Linked DNA regions of Sus scrofa: regions 1 and 2 are each linked to region 3. Evidence: chromatin contacts called from public HiChIP or PLAC-seq and promoter capture Hi-C data. All regions are on one chromosome and are shown on one strand. The core of a region is the stretch at or near the end of the contact, and the rest is flanking DNA. Distances in the headings are between cores, read along the strand shown.

Region 1 (2,853 bases), core at 300-2,799, 360 kb after region 3:
CCGACTAGGAACCTTGAGGTTGCGGGTTTGACCCTTGGCCTTGCTCAGAGGGTTAAGGATCAGGCGTTGCCGTGAGCTGTGGTGTAGGTCACAGACGCGGCTCGGATCCCACGTCGCTGTGGCTCTGGCATAGGCAGGCAGCAACAGCTCTGATTCGACCCCTAGCCTGGGAACCTCCATATGCCACAGGAGCAGCCCAAGAAATGGCAAAAAGACAAAAAAAAAAAAAAAAAAAAAAAAAGTTAAAACTCTAACTCTTCTATAATGTGTTCTCTTTCTAATTTGATGATGTTAAATGTTATCTCAAGTTCTTTGGTGGAGGCCTGTTATTTTACCATTCTGCAAAAGCAATTATCCTCTATTTTTTATTGAGCCTGAACTATATATAAATACTCATGTCCCACTGTACTGGCCAGTATAGACCAGCTCAATCCGTAATGGTGTAAACCACTACAGATGATGTGTAAACCAAACAGGAAAGGGACAGCATGGTGGCAGCCACATCCGTAACCACCTTAGCTTTTTTTTTTAATATGCGCTTACTCCTCTTTTACACGTTCACACAACTGAGAGGCTGCTTAGTGTTCTCTTTAACGGACCGGTTTTTAACTTTTTTTTTTTTTTTTCTGCTTTTAAAAGTATTCTAAGTCCAATGTGGAAAACCTGGAAATCACAGCTGCGGTCTCTGTGGAGCAGCTCACCTTTGCTCAGTGTCGGTGGTGGGGCAGTGAGCATCATTCAACCCTCCAAGCCCCCAAGCCCCACAGTTCTTGCCCCGGACTCCTCCCTGTTTCACAGCCTGGCCCAAGACTCCAGGAGAAGAAAGGAACAGAGAGACACACAGCCCTACACAGAGGTCCCAGTAATCACAATTTATGGACCGGTGACTGAAAGCACTGACGGGAGGAAAGCGGCACTTCTGCAAACAATTCATAGCAGACAAAACTCGCAGCAGACTTTTCCACCTCAGAGCTCAGTGAGTGCTTATTTCTAACAACTTTTCTAAGTGCAAACTCGTTATACATTAGAAGGAAGCAGGTAGTCCCGAGAGCCCGTGCATAGTAGGAGGATTTTATTCAGAGCTCATCCTGTGCAGTAACTGGACGCCAACAGCAGCTCAGAGGACGCGCCCGGCCACCCCGCGACCCCAGCCGACCACACGCGCTCCGCCTGACCTAGTCGCGGCCGCCGCCGGAGGACCCGCCCAGCCCCGCATGGTCTCTGGGGAAGCGGGCTCCTACCAGACTTCCCGAGGGGCCACTAGACTCGTAGGCGGAGCGAGGCACGGATCCCCGGCACTTGGTCCCCACCGGCCCACCCCTGGGCTTCCGCGGAGGCGCGATCGCGGTGCGCGGCCCGCTCACCTGGGCTAGGGGCGTCTCGGGTTCCGCCCGCGCGCGGACAGACCAAGAGCGCCGGGCGGGCGCACGCCTCCCACCCGCGTCCTGCCGCCGCTCTTTGTGTCTGGAGGTCCCTGCGCCGCGCTCCTACAGGCCTGCAGGCGCCGCGGGTGCTACACGATAGGGACGCCGAAGGCTCGGCTGGGGCGGGGCCAGAGGAGGTGGGGCCTGCGCCTCCGAGCCGAACACAGGGGCGGGACCATAGACGGCGGGGGCAAAATCGGAGGCGGGGCTGGAGGGGATGGGGCAGAGTGGGCGGGGCTAAAGCGGTGGGGCTTAAAGAAGGGGCGTGGCTAGGTGCGGGGCGTGGTCAAGAAGGGGCGCGGCCGCCAACAATGGGCTGAGGCCCGAGGACTGGACCTGTTTAAGCAATCCAGAGGGGCGTGGCCAGTGACGAGTGGGCGGGGCGTGCGGGGTGTCCCTCGGCAGGAATGTGCAGGGTTGGGTTGCAAGGGCAGCCCAGGGGGCATTTCTGGAAAGATTAGAGCCTCAGGGAGTGAATCCAGAGGCAGACCTCACTGATCTCTGAGCTATGCACCCTTGTTGTTCACAGGTCTTGGTCTAGAATCCTCTTCGGGAAACAATCCGAGGAAGCCAGTTAGGCAAAACCCCTAATCGCAGCTGAGGAAACAAGAAGACATAAAATTTCAAAGTTTTTCCATCATACATTCAATCAATAAATATTTATTGAGCATCTACTAGTGTCAGGCATTGAGAACAGAGCAGTGAAAATGGGAAGATCTCTCTTTTGAGGGAAAAATCACTGCCCCTCCTGGAGTTTACATGCTAGAAGACAATTTTAAAACTTAAGAGAAATATACAAAAAGCGTTAGTAAGTTGAAAATGCTAAGGAGAAGCAAAGAGGAGGGGAACCTAAGGAGAGCAGAAAGTTGGCCAGAAAAGTTCAGCAGGGGAGTTCCTGTTCTGGCGACTTGGATCCCGTGTTGCTGTGGCTCTGGTGTAGGCCAGCGGCTATAGCTCTGATTAGACCCCTAGCCTGGGAACCTTCATATACCGCAGGTGCAGCCCTGGAAAAAGACCAAAAAAAAAAAAAAAGAACCTGATGTTGTCTCTGTGAGGATGCAGTTTCAATCCCTGGCCTTGTTCAGTGAGTTAAGGATTGCAAGCTGTGGCGTAGGTCTCAGATGCAGCTAGGATCTGGCATTGCTGTGGCTGTGGTGTAGGCCGGCAACTGCAGCTCGGATTCCACCCCTAGCCCCCAGGAACTTCCACATGCCACTTGTGTGGCTGTAAAAAGCAAAAAAAAAAAAAAAAGATACCAGTCCTATGGGATTAGGGGCCCACCCTTTTGACCTCAGTTAACCTGAATCACCTCTTTAAAGACCCTATTGGGAGTTCCCTCCTGGTTTAGCAGCTTAAGGATCCAGTGTTGTCACTGCTTTGACTCTGGTTATAGCTGTGGTGTGGGTTCATTCCATGGCCTGGGAACTTC
Region 2 (3,156 bases), core at 184-2,683, 340 kb before region 3:
CCTGGGACAGATGCAGAGGTGGAAGGTGGGAAACCCGGGCCTTGGGGTGTGGCCAGGCGGGAATGTGTGGGCAGGAAGCAGTGGGAGGACAGATGGGGGACCCATCCTTGCGGCTGCTGCTGAGGGGCAGTCGGTCCAGAGGAGGTGGAGTCTGCGCGCTTCCCTGCGACCCGGCTCCACCAGGGACTTGAGACGGGGACTCTACACGCTGCTGTCAGGTCGGGATCTTCGGGGGATCTTAGGGCAGAAGTCCCCTTGCTTCTTGTTTCACTTCTCTGAACTCACGTCCCTTCCCTGTCCTGCTCCTGAAGTCTCAGCTCATCTGAGGAGGAGGACAGCAGAGGTGTTCCTGGGTATGGGTCCCCGTGGTCACAGTGACTGGGCTGGAACTCAGCTCAGCACCGGGAAGCCAGTCAGAATCCCAGCATTCCTCTCCTGAGATGAGTGCGCTATGCGAGCATTTGGAGAACAAGTTACCACTGTCTGAACGTCATGTCTCTAAATTCAAGGAGGTCACGGCAGTGGGGGGGCACCTGCTGGTTAAGGGGACGTGACTTACGTGGTGTTATGGCTGGTATTCATACTCCCCCTCCGGCCAAGCCTGGCAGCCTGGTTGAAGTCTGTGCTCAGAGCAGAGGACACCCCCAGAGCAGAGCTGCGGGTGCCCCCGCCTCCGACCTCAGCAGAGGCTGCCCCCAGACGCTGCCCTTGGCTGAAGGCCTGGGCGATTGGCCCCTGCCTACCAGATGCAGCCCTTGGCCAGTGACCAGTGATTGGACCCCATGCCTCCACCGGGACAATGCTGTGGTGCCACTCAGGTCCCAGAGACCCTGGGATGACTCTGAGGCTGGAGCTCACCGGAAACCCACCTCTGCCCTCAGCTTCCTCTGCCTCCTGCTTCCCCAGTGCTCTGCAAGTTTCCCTGGGAACATCTCTCCAGGAAACCCTCCCCCCTCCCTCCCCTCCCCCTCCCTTCCCCCTCCTCCCACCCTCCTCCCTCCTTCCCTCTTTCTTCCTTCCCTCCCTCTTCCATCCTTTCTTCCCCACTTCCTTCCCCCGCTTCAGTAGGGCTGAGTACAACCCGTCTCCCAAACACCCATCATGTGATCAGGTCAAACCTCCCGCCCCAGTGGATTAGAAATGGGACAATGAAACAGAGTTGGGGTGAGTCAGCCTGGGAACCTCACCAGTCCTGTTTGCCTCTCTTCTGCCTCAGGCTGTACACCTGAAAATGGAGTTTTCTTATCTAAAAACAACCATTCAACATAACCATGGCTTTCCCTGCCTGTTGCCTCTGTTTCTTAGCATTTCGTTTTTAAGTGTCAGATATGGTGTGAGCCTGAGCGCTGCCTGCTCCCTGGCTGCTGTGTATGATGAGGCAGTGGTGGGGTTTCCCCTTTTGGAGGGCGGCCCCTGGCAGTGAGGTCTCCCTCGCTGTGCTCTACCCACTGTCAGGATTGCTCTTGTGTATCCGTGATCCAGGAAGGTACAGGCACCAGCTAGGATGTACCAGGGGAAACACTGAACACTGCTTCTGTAACCCGTAACTGCCTGATTACCTGCGATGGCCCATGAGTTGTGATGGGATGGTGGGAAAGGAAAAGACGGGGGTAGACGCAAGGTGGAGAGGGGGCTAAATCGGATCAGTCAGGCTTCTGCAAGACCTTGACCTCTGAGGGTTTTACACCACACACTTCCTCCCATGCCCTCCCGTCGGAGCATGGCTGTGGCTGGCACAGCTGTGGCTTCGTGCTGCGGCCAGGCTGAGGGGCGGTGGCTGCTCCTCACGGGGGCTCCGAGGGGACAGGAGGACCAGCGGCATCACATGTGCGCTTGCCACATCTGCTCACATGCTGTCACACAGCGCCAGGCCCGGGGGGATTATGTCTGTGTTTTCCTGAGGGCGGTGCTGCAGAGCTGCTGCAGATCTTCCAGCCAGGGAGGCGGCTCTGTTAATCCTATCACACTGGCACAAGCGCCTCTCTGCCTTTCCCAGAAGCAGGGTGTCAGTGCTGGGTTCCCAGGAAGCCTGATCTCAGTGGACAGTGGCCAAACTTCAGTTAAGAGGCTGGCATTTCTCCATTTGTTCTTCGTGACCCCAGGCGCCTGGGACCCACTGCTCCTATGTGGGCTTCTCCCTTCCCAGGGCCCCTACTTCCTCGTCTAAGAAAGCAGAGAGAGGACGGCGTGGTCTCAGAATGACTTTCTTGGTGCCACGTTCTTCGTGGTGAGCGTTCACACTGCGTCCTGCCTCCCCAAGTCAACCATAGGCCACCAGCTTCTGGGCTCCCCACATCACAGCCACAACCTAGGCTGCTGCAGCTGTGGGTCTTGTGGGAAAACACAGGAGGAAAGGAAAGAGGAATGAGACATAGCAACGACCCTGTGTCCCCGCAGAGGGAGGTGCAGGATGGGATCTGGCAGAAGTAGGGACCCTTCCTTTCTCCTCCCTCTGCCTGAACCACCTGAACAGGCACAGCACCCCCCATCCCCGCGTGCCCCTTCCCTGCCCAGGAAGGCATCAAGGGCTCAGAAGCTGGCGGGACTTATCCCTACCCCTGAGATGCCCTCAGCCTTCCTAAGGAGATCGTGTCGCATTCATGAATTTTACTTTTTTATTTTATTTTATTTTTTTTTTTTTTTTTTTTTTTTTTTATTTTATTTCTATATTTACTGGCCTTTTCTCTAGGGCCGGCATCCCACTGCATGTGGAGGTTCCCAGGCTAGGGTGTCCATGACTTAGGGTCCGATTTGGAGGACTACCCACTCTGAGAGAGACCACTTCCTGGCTTGGCTCAGCTTGGGGCTCTTGGGCACAGCAAAGGCCAGCAGATGGCAGCAGCCCGCCATTCTCCTGCAGTGAGGCCCAGACCTGCGTCCCCAGGACTCACCATGCAGGAGATGGGGACCTCCTGGGAGCAGGTGACAGTGCATGAGGACATGCCTGCAGACAGGCCTAGGTTCCCCTCCCTCCTCTGTCCCTTTCCTCGTGTCTTCCCTCTGCTCCCTGGCTCTGCTCCCCCTAATTCTCCTTCTCACTCCTCCGGGGACACAGAGTGTGAACATCAGGGAAGGCTGCTTCCATTCCAGGGCTTAACAAGAGCATGTGGCCCGTTCGTGATGGACAGTTTCCCATCCAAGAGGACGTGACTGAGG
Region 3 (3,117 bases), core at 516-3,015:
TCTGAGCATGAGAGGTAGCAAGTGCTCAGGAGCCAACCTTGAATGTCCCAGCAGCCTCAGTCTCCCAAGTCCAAGGCAGCTTCCAAAGCAACTGCAGCCTCCTGCCCCTGCCTCTGCACGTATCTCTCCCCATCCAGGGCGCGTTCCTCCAACCCTGCACATCCAAGGGTTTGGGGGTTTTCCCACTAGTTCAAGGACACTTGCTGCTGACTCAGTTTTAGAGAAAACGCTTATCTACTAAGTGAGTCATTTTGATTAAACCAGTAAAACAATACACAATATGAAAAAAAAATCTGGTCCAAAGTTCTCTTAAGTGTCTCTGTTTGAAAAATAACTGAAAGATACTAGCTATTATTTTACGGCTATTTCTGAATTTTATGAGTTAAAATTACTACTATTTATTAATCGCCAATAAGTGCTGGGACCGGTCCATACTTCTGCGTACTTTGTCCTTACAACCAGCCCCTTCAGGTGGGCATTACCACCCCCAGTCTACCCAGGAGGAGACTGAGGCTCAGAGGTACAGAGCAACTGGGCCAGTAGATGGTGGAGCCTGGGAGACTCAGACCCCCACTTCCCAATTCAGGCCTTGGTCATGAAGACCTACAGTTCCTTTCCTCAAACAACCCAGACCCCACTTACCTTTCCCCGTTCCCCTCTGACCACCCTGCCCGGCTGCCCACACCCAGGCCAGACCTTGCCAGGCTGGCCGCAGCCTTAGTTCCCGGGCCTTCTCCCCTAGCTGGGCTGGGGAAGGGGTTACTCTCCCCTCTACCCGATCCCAAATCCTGACAGCGCGTGGCGGGATTCAGTCTCTGCAGAGACCCGAGGACTGACGGGCAGTGGAGCTGGTTTCTGGGGTCCCAAACGCACCGGGACTAAAGCCAGCGCCGTGGGTCTTCCGGGCGAAGGTGAAACTGAGAACTGGGAGGCCCCACCACTGCTTCCTTCCCGGCTGCGAGCCGATTCCGGCTACGGGTCGATTCTGGCTACTGGCGGGGCTCTCCTCCTCGGCCACCCGCCACAGCTCGATTTGTTTACACGGGCAGGGCTGCTCCCCAAGCGAGTCGCCGGCCCGCACCTGGCGGTGGCAACAGCCAAAAGCTTCTCGGTGCTATCTCCCGCCGGGACGGGAGCAGGAAGTCCGGCTCCGGGGTCCCCGCGCCCTCCACCCCCGCTCGGCGCAGGCGTCTCACTGCCTCCCGCGGGCGCGCACGGCATGGGGCGCCGGGACCCCGTTCAACGTGGGGGGTGCCGGCCGGGTGGCAGGGGAGTGGGCCGGGCTGGGCCGGTGGGTGGGGGCGGGGTGACGGCGCCGCACGCCCGAACGCTGAGGAGGGGGCGAGTGCGGCAGCCGTCGCCGAGCTCGGGCGCCAGGGTCCCCGAGCCCACTCACCGGACACATTTAACTGGCCTCCCAGGAACCAGCCGATCTTGCCGCTGCGGAAGTCGCAGTCGCTCACCGTGTGGTAGGGGGTGTCCCACACGAGCACGTCCTTCGCCAGCGGCCCCCAGAAGGCGGCCGGCTCGCGCGCGGCCAGCGCGATCCGCTCCTGATAAGAGCCGGGCGGCGCGGCGGGGGCGCTGCTCCAGAGACGGGGGACCCCGGGGCCCCGAGCCCCCACCCCGCGAAGGCCGCCCAGGAGCCGCCCGACGCCGCAGCCCAAGCAACGGGCAGCCATCGCGCCTCAGAGCCCCTCGCGGCTGTGGCGACCCAGCCCTCGCGCGCCCGCGCCCCGCTTCGGCCCCGCCCCGCCTCCCGCCCCGCCCCGCCCCCCGCCCCTCCTGTCTGAAGCTGCCTCCCGACACTCCCCGCCCCCGCTCCGCCTCTGACCACCGCCCCCCCCTCCGCCCTGCCCTGTCCCACCCCTCTTCACCCCACGCAGAGCTGGGCTGCGAAGGGAGGTGGAGCCCCTGTGGAAGTGGAGTTGGGAGCGCGGCGGCGGAGGGGGTCCCCTGCCGGGCTGCCGGGGTTTCAGTTGATGCGTCCCCGACGAGTTCCGACGGCTGCGCCGTTTTGTCAACCGCAGATCTGCGCGGGCAATGCAGGCTCTCCTGGGAGCTGGAAACCGTCGCGGGTGGGAGGGAGCCGGCACAGATGTTAGTGACCCGCGGAGCGAGGCGCACAAGTTGCTCCAAGGACCACTCGTCAGGTTTGGTCGGTTCAGCATCTCAGAGGCTGAGAGCAAAGTGTTCATCCCTTTGTGGGGCCTCGAGATTGAATGCTTGAGCGGCCTGGGTGGCCTGTACGCCTTCCCCCAAAACATACACAAGTAGTCCCCGTGGGCTAAGTGGGCTGGTCAGGGGTCCTCGGACCAGGAGACTGTAAGACCTTGGGTCTGGGATCTGGTGCTTTTATACAGCAGAGAAGCAAACATTCCACCAGCCATGATTGATTTGGAACCGTGGGAGTTCTCAAGCGCAGCTCCAGCATCTGTGGCCTGAGGTCAAAATCTGAAGTTTCTAGCTCTGTATCCCGGGACCAGTTCCTTAACCCCTCTGTGCCTACACCGACTCCACTACTGAGTTCCCTGGTTACCCCTTCCAGGCTGCACATTTCAGACGCCGACTCGTTTATTCTTTAAGCAGCCCTGGGGAGGTAAACAAAAGTAATGTCTCCCTGGGGGGAGGAGGGTCTCCCAGGGGACCCAGTAGTGAAGGCTGTGTTCCTGTTGTCAAGCTGGGAAAGATAGTGGGAAACCCACAGAAACTTGTGGCAACTAGACTCTTAAATATTACAACAAGCACACAAAGTAAACATGTAATGTAAACAGAAGGGAGAGGGGATTTTTGAAAACTGGTTGGTCGAGTGCTTTGGGTTTAGCATAGATCCCTTCCTGTTAGCAGTAGGAGGTATTTGTGCTGTCAGTCAGCCCCAGCACGTGTGCCTGTGTGCCTGTGTGTGTGTGTGTGTGTGTGTGTGCTCACCCTCCTGCTACTGCTTTTTAAGGCTGGGAAACCAGTGATAACAGCTAGCACTAGACATGGGTCCTGCTCTGTGCTGAGCATTTACTTGCAATTTTTACTTAATTTAAAAATTATCTGGTTCTGGACTTTCCGTGTGGCTCACGACATAACTATTCAGCATTGCTTCTACAGTGGCTGTGGCTCAACCCC

The links. Promoter capture Hi-C pulls out the DNA fragments that hold promoters and counts their contacts. HiChIP or PLAC-seq counts read pairs in DNA pulled down with a chosen protein or histone mark.
Region 1: a contact with region 3 is called in a promoter capture Hi-C map of fetal liver, with 4 times the contacts expected there. The contact joins the promoter of NINL here to the promoter of ACSS1 in region 3. A contact is called at or near these places in 1 of 5 promoter capture datasets (fetal liver) and 1 of 47 Hi-C or Micro-C datasets (embryonic fibroblasts).
Region 2: an H3K27ac HiChIP or PLAC-seq map of alveolar macrophages shows a contact between it and region 3. The contact joins the enhancer-like site here to the promoter of ACSS1 in region 3. A contact is called at or near these places in 5 of 47 Hi-C or Micro-C datasets (brain, embryonic fibroblasts, fetal skeletal muscle and 2 more) and 1 of 2 datasets of contacts at active chromatin or transcription factors (alveolar macrophages).

What each region holds. Positions count from the first base shown.
Region 1 is chr17:31,193,492-31,196,344 of Sscrofa11.1, forward strand. It overlaps NINL (ninein-like protein), which reads right to left and starts at 1,550. Exons shown (of 22, transcript XM_021078311.1): 1 at 1,365-1,550.
Region 2 is chr17:30,493,953-30,497,108 of Sscrofa11.1, forward strand. No RefSeq gene overlaps it. Among named protein-coding and RNA genes, the nearest start is that of CST3, 21 kb to the left of the region's middle. Within about 2 kb of position 1,434, at least 9 of the 83 cell types and tissues checked have an H3K27ac peak or open chromatin away from gene starts, as enhancers often do. A contact at or near this core is called in alveolar macrophages, where this site is marked.
Region 3 is chr17:30,838,034-30,841,150 of Sscrofa11.1, forward strand. ACSS1 (acetyl-coenzyme A synthetase 2-like, mitochondrial) reads right to left here and starts at 1,766. Exons shown (of 14, transcript XM_001927113.6): 1 at 1,397-1,766. The coding sequence starts at 1,682.